2 separate regions of the Mus musculus genome follow, and region 1 is linked to region 2. The links are chromatin contacts, called in public ChIA-PET maps. All regions are on one chromosome and are shown on one strand. Each heading gives the region's core, a stretch centred on a gene start, on an enhancer-like site or on the middle of the called end of the contact. The rest is flanking DNA. Distances are from core to core; before and after follow the strand shown.

Region 1 (3,685 bases), core at 552-3,051, 130 kb before region 2:
ATTGTCTTTACAAATTCAAACATATTAAAGGTTCAGTCTCTTTAAAATATTCAGTCTTTTAAAAATTCATAATATGTTTTTAAAAGTTCAGTCTCTCAACCAAGGTCTCCTGTAAAAATGAAAATTAAATACTTTCCTTCTACAAGAGGGAAGAACCAGGGCACAGTCACAATCTGAACAAAGCAAAACCAACTTCAAAAGTGTAAATAAATCAATGTCCAATGCTGGGATTCACTCACAGTCTTCTGGGTTTCTCCAGAGGCTTAAACCACTTCTCTGGCTCCATCTTCTACAGCATACACAACTTGTCCTCCAGGCTTTGGCAGCCTCCACTCCACTGCTGTTGCTGTCCTTGGCGGCCATACAAGATGACCATGACATCCCATGGACTGGCGTCTCCAAAATGCTGGGGTCTCTGCTGTAATTGGACTGTGATTTTCTTCAGGGCTCTCTTCCTCATGCCAAGCCTCATCTTGTCTCCACGATCCCTTCGTAGGACTTCAACTGCTACTAAGGCTGTACCTTTTCTAATGGCCTGTCCTGGCTTCTCAGAGTGCCAAGCCCCACTTGCTTGCTATGACCCTTTCATGCCTTCAAAACTAGCACCAACTGGATGGTCTTACACATTACCAAGTCTTGGGCACTTCTGAAACACAGCTTCTGTGTGCCAACTCTGGGGAAACACTTTGCAGATTTTCCTTCCATGTCTCTTAAAAACAAACAAACAAACAACAAAACTACCACTGATTTCTTCGCTCCAGCTGACCAGCATCAACTGTCCCAGCAAAGGTTTAATTTTAGTGGCTCTCGTCCTTTGTTAATCACAGCTGACTCTTTAGCCCCAGACAACCAGAACCACAGATTATCAGCTCAGAGTAGCAAATAGCCCTGATAAGAGTCTTTGGGTGGCTTTTAAACTTCCCTCTGGAGCTTCCCAGGACTCCATTGTCTGCATTGCTCTGAATATTCTTTTTTTTTCCCCAGATTTATTTATTTTATGTATATGAGTACACTGTTGCTCTGTTCAGACACACCAGAAGAGGGCATCAGATCCCATCACAGATGATTGTAAGCCACCATGTGGTTGCTGGGAATTGAACTCAGGGCCTCTGGAAGAGCAGTCAGTGCTCTTAATCACTGAGCCATCTCTCCAGCCCCTGCTCTGAATAATCTTATCTTTAACGTTCCCTCAGAATAGCTCACTAAGCTTTGAACACTCACTGGCTTTTCTAGCCTAATGTTCCAATAAATATTCCAATAAACAATCCTCCAATAAACAACCTAGTCAGATTTGTCACAGCAATATCCCATGATCCAGGTACCAATTTGTCTTAGTTACAGTTACTGTTGCTATGGTAAAACCATGACCAAAAGCAAGCTGGGGAGGAAAGGGTTGATTTGGCTGTGTTCTGCTGCCTCAGCTGTGTCCTTAGCCCCATGGAAAATGTGAATAGAGTCTAACAGTCTTTCCTGAGATGGCTGGCGCTGTGGTGAGGGAAGCAGACACATCTTCCTGTGGTGATTACAGGCAATGGGAGAAGTAAGAGGGGTTACTGTTTATTCTCAGGCAGTTTGGGCAAGCACTGGCTTCAGTTTTAAAAACAAGAGAAAGCAGCTGGTTGGAATGATGTGGAGGCCATCCCTCCACAACCAGTTTCAGCTGTGGATTGACTTTTTTTCTTTTTCTTTTTTTTTTTTTTGGCTCTTCAGCAGGTGGTGCTGCAGTGCCATAAGACAGTTCATCTCTAGGAAGCTGGCTGAGGCCTGGATCAGGTTGATCCGAACTGCACAGCACCAACAGGCTGGGTTGAGTGAAAAGGCATTGCATTCGGAAATGTCAGTTCAGATGTCCCCTTCTCAGCTTGCCTAGCCTGCAGTTCTCTGCCTGGTTTGGGTTTCTAAGCATAGAGGCACAAAACTCCTCCCGAGGTAGAATCTTTATGTTTCTGTCCTGGTTCCAGTTCAGGAAGTGTTTATATATATTTTTAGTTTCACCACAACATTTTGGGTTTTCTCTTTGATGTGTCCCGTCTGGTCGCTGTGTTTGGAGTAGAGAGCCCATCAAAGAGGATTTCTTGTGCTGTCTTAACAGGAAGCCATGGGCTGAGAGTGTAAAGGAAACAAAGTTAGGTACTTGGTTATATACAGAACTAAAACGTAACCACAAGAAAGCTGCTTCTGTATGAGTCCAGTGGCCCTCAGCACACGGTTACAGGAACTCCTTCTGAGGCTTGCAGGCCCCCGAAGATAAGGACGATTAAGTAGGTGGGGTTCATTAGCATGCTCAAGTTGTCTAGAAAGATTGTACTTACTCTTTACCCTTTTGAAGATAAAATTAAAATAAAAAAGTCTCCAGACACCTCCATTGCCTAACCAGGTACTGCCTTGGACTTTCATTGCCTCTAGCTGCTTGTGTTGGCACACAAGTAGCTCTGCTTGAAATGCTGGGATACATTACCAAAGAACAGAGATGAAAGTGTTTATAGCGTCTGACCTCACCTTGAGGTTGCCATTCCGTTGTTGCTTTGAAGAGGGAAGTGGCTGGCAATGCCACACTGCCCATAGAGTCAGGGTCAAGCTGGTCAGAAGTGAATGTCAGTGACCACGGTATCACCTGAGTCAAATCACTCTTGTCCATTGAATTCACTTATTTTAGACATTTGCCATGTGGACTTTGTTCAAGTGTTTACATGGGTAAAAACTGTACTTTTAAATTTCTACAGATTTTTAGTTTTTAATTTTACAAGTATTAAAAGCATAGGACTTTACTAGTTTATGTTTGTGATACCTAACAGGATTAAAAAAAAAAATAACTTGAACCTGTCCTTGGGGCTCTCAGCTGTTCTTAGAGTGAGAAACCCTGCTTAGGTAAGCTTTGTTGATATACAGGCCTTGATCTTACTCACTGGCCACAGGTTGCCTGAGAGCAGGAGCCTTTTCACTAGAAGTGTGTTTGAGTTCCTAGTGTAAAATGGCTTCCTACAAATGTGCAGGCATCTTTTCTTGGTTTTGTTGGTGAGTGATAAATTCCTGTTCGAAGCAAAGATGGAGAGGAGAAGTAAACTCAGAGTCAAGTCACCAGTGACAAAGGCAAGAAGACAATTTCTTCCTTATTTTTTTGACTTTTCAAAACAGGGTTTCTCTGTGTAGTTCTGGCTATCCTGGAACTGGCTCTGTAGACCAGACTTAGACATCCACCTTCATCTTCTCTGCTTCCTGAGTGTTGGGCTCAAAGATGTTCACCGTCAAGCCTGGCCAGTGTCTAATATTTTAATTATGTTAGAGCCAACCTTGGTTGTCAACTTATTCTCTCTGGGAAGAGGGAGCCTCCATTAGGTTGGCTTCTGGGCATGTCTGTGGTCCATTTTCTTGATTAATGATTGACGTAGGAGGGTCCAGCCTACTTCTGGTGGTGCCACCCCTAGGGAGGTGGTCCTGCTGAACAAATCACGAGGTTCAAACCCCTAAGCACTATTTTGTTGTTTCTGTTTCGAACTCCTGCTTTGGGTTCCTTTGATGGTGGCTATATCCTGTAAACCAACTAAACTGTTTCCTCCTAAAGTTGCTTTTGGTCATTGTTTTATAACAGCCACTGAGAACCAAACTCAAGACAAAATACTAATGTGTTCTTCAGCACTTTTTCTAATGGACTTAACTGGAAGCCTGCAGTGTCATCTACAGAGAT
Region 2 (3,967 bases), core at 749-3,248:
TGCTCAGCTGGGTTATACATCAGTGGTCAAGCATGTGCCTGACATGCGCAAAGCCCTAGATTCCACCCCTGGCCAGACAGCCCAGAAACAACCGGATGAACTTAACTGTGGGTTGTTCACGTGTTCTTCATAGTCTTGCATGGTTCCTCATCTTACCTTGTTAACAATTCTGTGAAGAAAGTATTTATGGATTCATTTTAATCCCCAGGAAATCAAGGCTTAGGAACCTTCCCCCAAGTCACCAAAAGGGAGGGGCCTGGCGAGCTGGTGAAGAGTGTGGCTCTCCAACTGAGGGCGCCATCTGTTAGCACGCCCTGACAATGGCGTGCTCAGACACAGCACATAGTTTCCAAGGAAAACAAAATCAGATATAAAACCCAAGAGCAAAGCTCATTTCATCAAGTCCCCCTCAGCACTGGCAGTACAGTTGAGATAATGTTGTGCTGAGGTGGAAAATGAGGCCAGGGGAAGGCAAATGGCGTGTATCAGCACCCGGACACGGCCCCTGCAGAGTCCACATCCTGACCAGCATCAAGCCCTGGACATGGGTGCTTAGAAATCAACCACAGGTTGTACTCCAGAGATGGGCATACACTACCATTCTGCTTTCTTGCTTGGAACATGCTGTGCAGACCAGGCTGGCCTTAAACTCACCGAGACCCACCTGTGTGTCTCCCAGAATGCTGGGGTGAATGTGTGCTACTTACTGTGTCTAATTCTGACTCCTGTTGCATCCTGGTGGCTTTCTCCCCCTTTTTCTGTGGTAGTTTGAGACTAGTTTTACTATACAGGCCACGCTGGCTGGGAACTTGTCCTGATGTTCCTGCTCCTGTGTCCTGAAGATGACAGCCTTCCTTTCACGGTACAGAGCTTCACACTCTGTGTTCTCTCTCTCTCTCATCCTCTCTCTCTCTCATTCTCTCTCTCACTCACTCACTCTCTCTCTTTCACTCACTCTCTCACTCACTCTTTCACTCACTTTCACTCTCTCTCTCTCTCTCTCCCCCTCTCTCTCTCACTCACTCACACATATAAATCACTCACATGGATTTTTTTTTTTTTTTTTTCGAGACAGGGTTTCTCTGTGTAGCCCTGGCCGTCCTGGAACTCACTCTGTAGACCAGGCTGGCCTCGAACTCAGAAATTCGCCTGCCTCTGCCTCCCAAGTGTTGGGGTTAAAGGTGTGCGCCACCACTGCCTGGCATACATGGATTTTTTTAAATTTAGAAAACACAAACAGAAAAATGTCGAAGGTGCTTTAGACCAAGGTTATGGCCCAGTCTAAAATGTTTATGGTGGCCTTCACATACAAGCTGCCTGAAGTGAGCTGAGGGCTGAGTCACTAGGAGAGATGTGCATTGCATTTTGTCATGAGGGGCATGGCCAGCTGGAGCCACAGGTTGTGGCAGGTTCCCTTCTCAACCACACAGGCCTTCAGGCCAGTAGGAGGAATGGGAGGGCAGCCTTCCAGCAGGCCCTAGAAACACTCTCGCTATAATCACAGATTCCTTATTCAATACCAGACCCAGAGCTTGACAGTGACCTGCACAGAACACTGGAGGCCTTACTTACCTCACTCCTTCTCTGTGGAGGCTTGGCACATGACCCCGCTACTGAGGTCTCTTTGGCCATCTTTCAGGTGGCTCCTACTTATTCTGTATCTGAGAACCCTGACAACTGGATGGAATGCCCTTGCTTGCTCAGTTACAGGGGAATAGTGGAAACCAAGTTAGAAACCTCAAGGTTGTTTCCACCAAGGAACAACTCTTTCTCCTGTCGACTGTCTGTCACTCAAATGAAAGTTGCTAATGGTTCAACTTAGTTCCTGCGGCCTAGTCACCAGAAGGCACACTTAAAATTTGAAGTTTCTAGAAAACAACATGGTTGCTGAAAATCATGTTGATCTTCAGATTCAAAGTGATATTTTACAGGAACTTCAGTACAAGAAAAGCCACAAGCACAAGGAACTGCAGCCACACTTATGACGGAACCACAAGCACAAAGCCACTGCTTAGTTTGAAGTCCCTACTGCAGGAACCTCAATCCGCAGCCCCAGCAAGGGACACAGCTGCAAAATGCCATGCGAAGTGATCAGGAGCTGGGTTGGCAAGAGTCCTGAGGAGTCCTGAGCAGGACTGGTTATACTGAGAGACCTGAGGAGTCCTGAGCAGGACTGGTTATACTGAGAGACCTGAGGAGTCCTGAGAAGGACTGGTTATACTGAGAGTCCTGAGGAGTCCTGAGCAGGACTGGTTATACTGAGAGACCTGAGGAGTCCTGAGCAGGACTGGTTATACTGAGAGACCTGAGGAGTCCTGAGGAGGACTGGCTATACTGAGAGTCCTGAGGAGTCCTGAGCAGGACTGGTTATACTGAGAGACCTGAGGAGTCCTGAGCAGGACTGGTTATACTGAGAGTCCTGAGGAGTCCTGAGCAGGACTGGTTATACTGAGAGACCTGAGGAGTCCTGAGCAGGACTGGTTATACTGAGAGTCCTGAGGAGTCCTGAGCAGGACTGGTTATACTAAAGAGTCCTGAGGAGTCCTGAGGAGGACTGGTTATACTGAGAGTCCTGAGGAGTCCTGAGCAGGACTGGTTATACTGAGAGACCTGAGGAGTCCTGAGCAGGACTGGTTATACTGAGAGACCTGAGGAGTCCTGAGCAGGACTGGTTATACTGAGAGTCCTGAGGAGTCCTGAGCAGGACTGGTTATACTAAAGAGTCCTGAGGAGTCCTGAGGAGGACTGGTTATACTGAGAGACCTGAGGAGTCCTGAGGAGGACTGGTTATACTGAGAGACCCAGGTTAAGTTTAGCACAGCTCTCCTGGCTTTTACAGCAGCACTCACCCATGTGTCCGCAGGTATGTGGCTTTTTATTGTGTGCTTGTCTCAACAACAAAGTTGAAGAGCTGTTGCAGAAACAATGTGGCCTAAACTATGAACTCTCCAGTCTTTTAGAGACAACATTTGCTGGCCACTATCCTGACATGTGCTGGATTTATACATCTTTCTTGTCTTGTGTAGCCATCTCCTCTTGTCTTCAGTGTTGCTTCCTTTGAGGGGCCTTTCTTGAATACTTGGCTTAGAGATGTTTGCCCTGTGTGTCTCCTCTTCACCCTGTATCACCCCTTCATAGCCCTCGGCTGAGGCTACCTTGTTTACCCAATGAGCTGACAGACAAATAAATGCAAGTTTCCTATGGGTGAGCCTGACTCGAGTACACCATTTCTTTCTCAGTGTGTAGATGTTAAGTGTAAATGCTACAGTCAGATCAAGAGTGTGTAAAGGAAACCAGGATACATTTAGTCCATCTGGGCACCAAGGATCACAGCAGAATCAAGTCATCTGCCTTTGGGCAGTGAGATATAGTTTTTGATATTTCCAGAAAAGGGAGACATCTACCTCCTTCTCAAAGGTTTAAGGAACACACAGTAACTGTACCTGGCTGTGTAAGGTAAGACAGGATGTGTGACATGCCAGTAGGAAGAGGGAGAAGGGGATTGGAGCCTCATGGCTTCCTGGCATCAAGGGACAGGTGTTCAGCACCTGCTCTGACCCTCCCACCCAGCCAGTGCAGGCTGGCAGGAGCCTGACTCCAGTGGGATCCAACCAGTCAAAACACAATCCTTTGCCTATAAATAGCAAGGTCTTTCAAACACTAATTAAAAATAAGTCTGGCATTTGGAGTCTCTGATAAACAAAAGGGCTAGGAGCAGAAACAAACAAATTTGATACATGGGTGGTAAAGGGTAACAGTGTCTCCCTAAGAACTTCTTTCCACTGCTCCTAAGTCTATGGACTTGGAAATGTGTAACAAAGTCCACCTTCCCGGTGAGCTACTAAGGAATTGTTTGTCAGTGTAAGACACTATAACATTTCACATAAGCCAACTGGTCTAAAATAGAAGTTCAAAAATAGACTGTAATGAGTATCGAGCACCTTGGTCCCCCATGCACCTCATACCT

The links. ChIA-PET counts read pairs in DNA pulled down with a chosen protein or histone mark.
Region 1: a contact with region 2 is called in an RNA polymerase II ChIA-PET map of memory CD8 T cells, with 19 read pairs. The contact joins two enhancer-like sites. A contact is called at or near these places in 4 of 115 datasets of contacts at active chromatin or transcription factors (effector CD8 T cells, embryonic stem cells and memory CD8 T cells) and 1 of 9 other capture datasets (adipose tissue).

Annotation. Positions count from the first base shown.
Region 1 is chr13:63,409,562-63,413,246 of GRCm38.p6, reverse strand. All of the region lies in intron 1 of Fancc (Fanconi anemia, complementation group C), which reads left to right. Among named protein-coding and RNA genes, the nearest start is that of Fancc, 20 kb to the left of the region's middle. Within about 2 kb of position 1,801, at least 78 of the 459 cell types and tissues checked have an H3K27ac peak or open chromatin away from gene starts, as enhancers often do. A contact at or near this core is called in effector CD8 T cells and memory CD8 T cells, where this site is marked.
Region 2 is chr13:63,283,017-63,286,983 of GRCm38.p6, reverse strand. The region is part of intron 14 of Aopep (aminopeptidase O); the gene reads right to left. Among named protein-coding and RNA genes, the nearest start is that of Gm16907, 12 kb to the left of the region's middle. Within about 2 kb of position 1,998, at least 20 of the 459 cell types and tissues checked have an H3K27ac peak or open chromatin away from gene starts, as enhancers often do. A contact at or near this core is called in effector CD8 T cells and memory CD8 T cells, where this site is marked.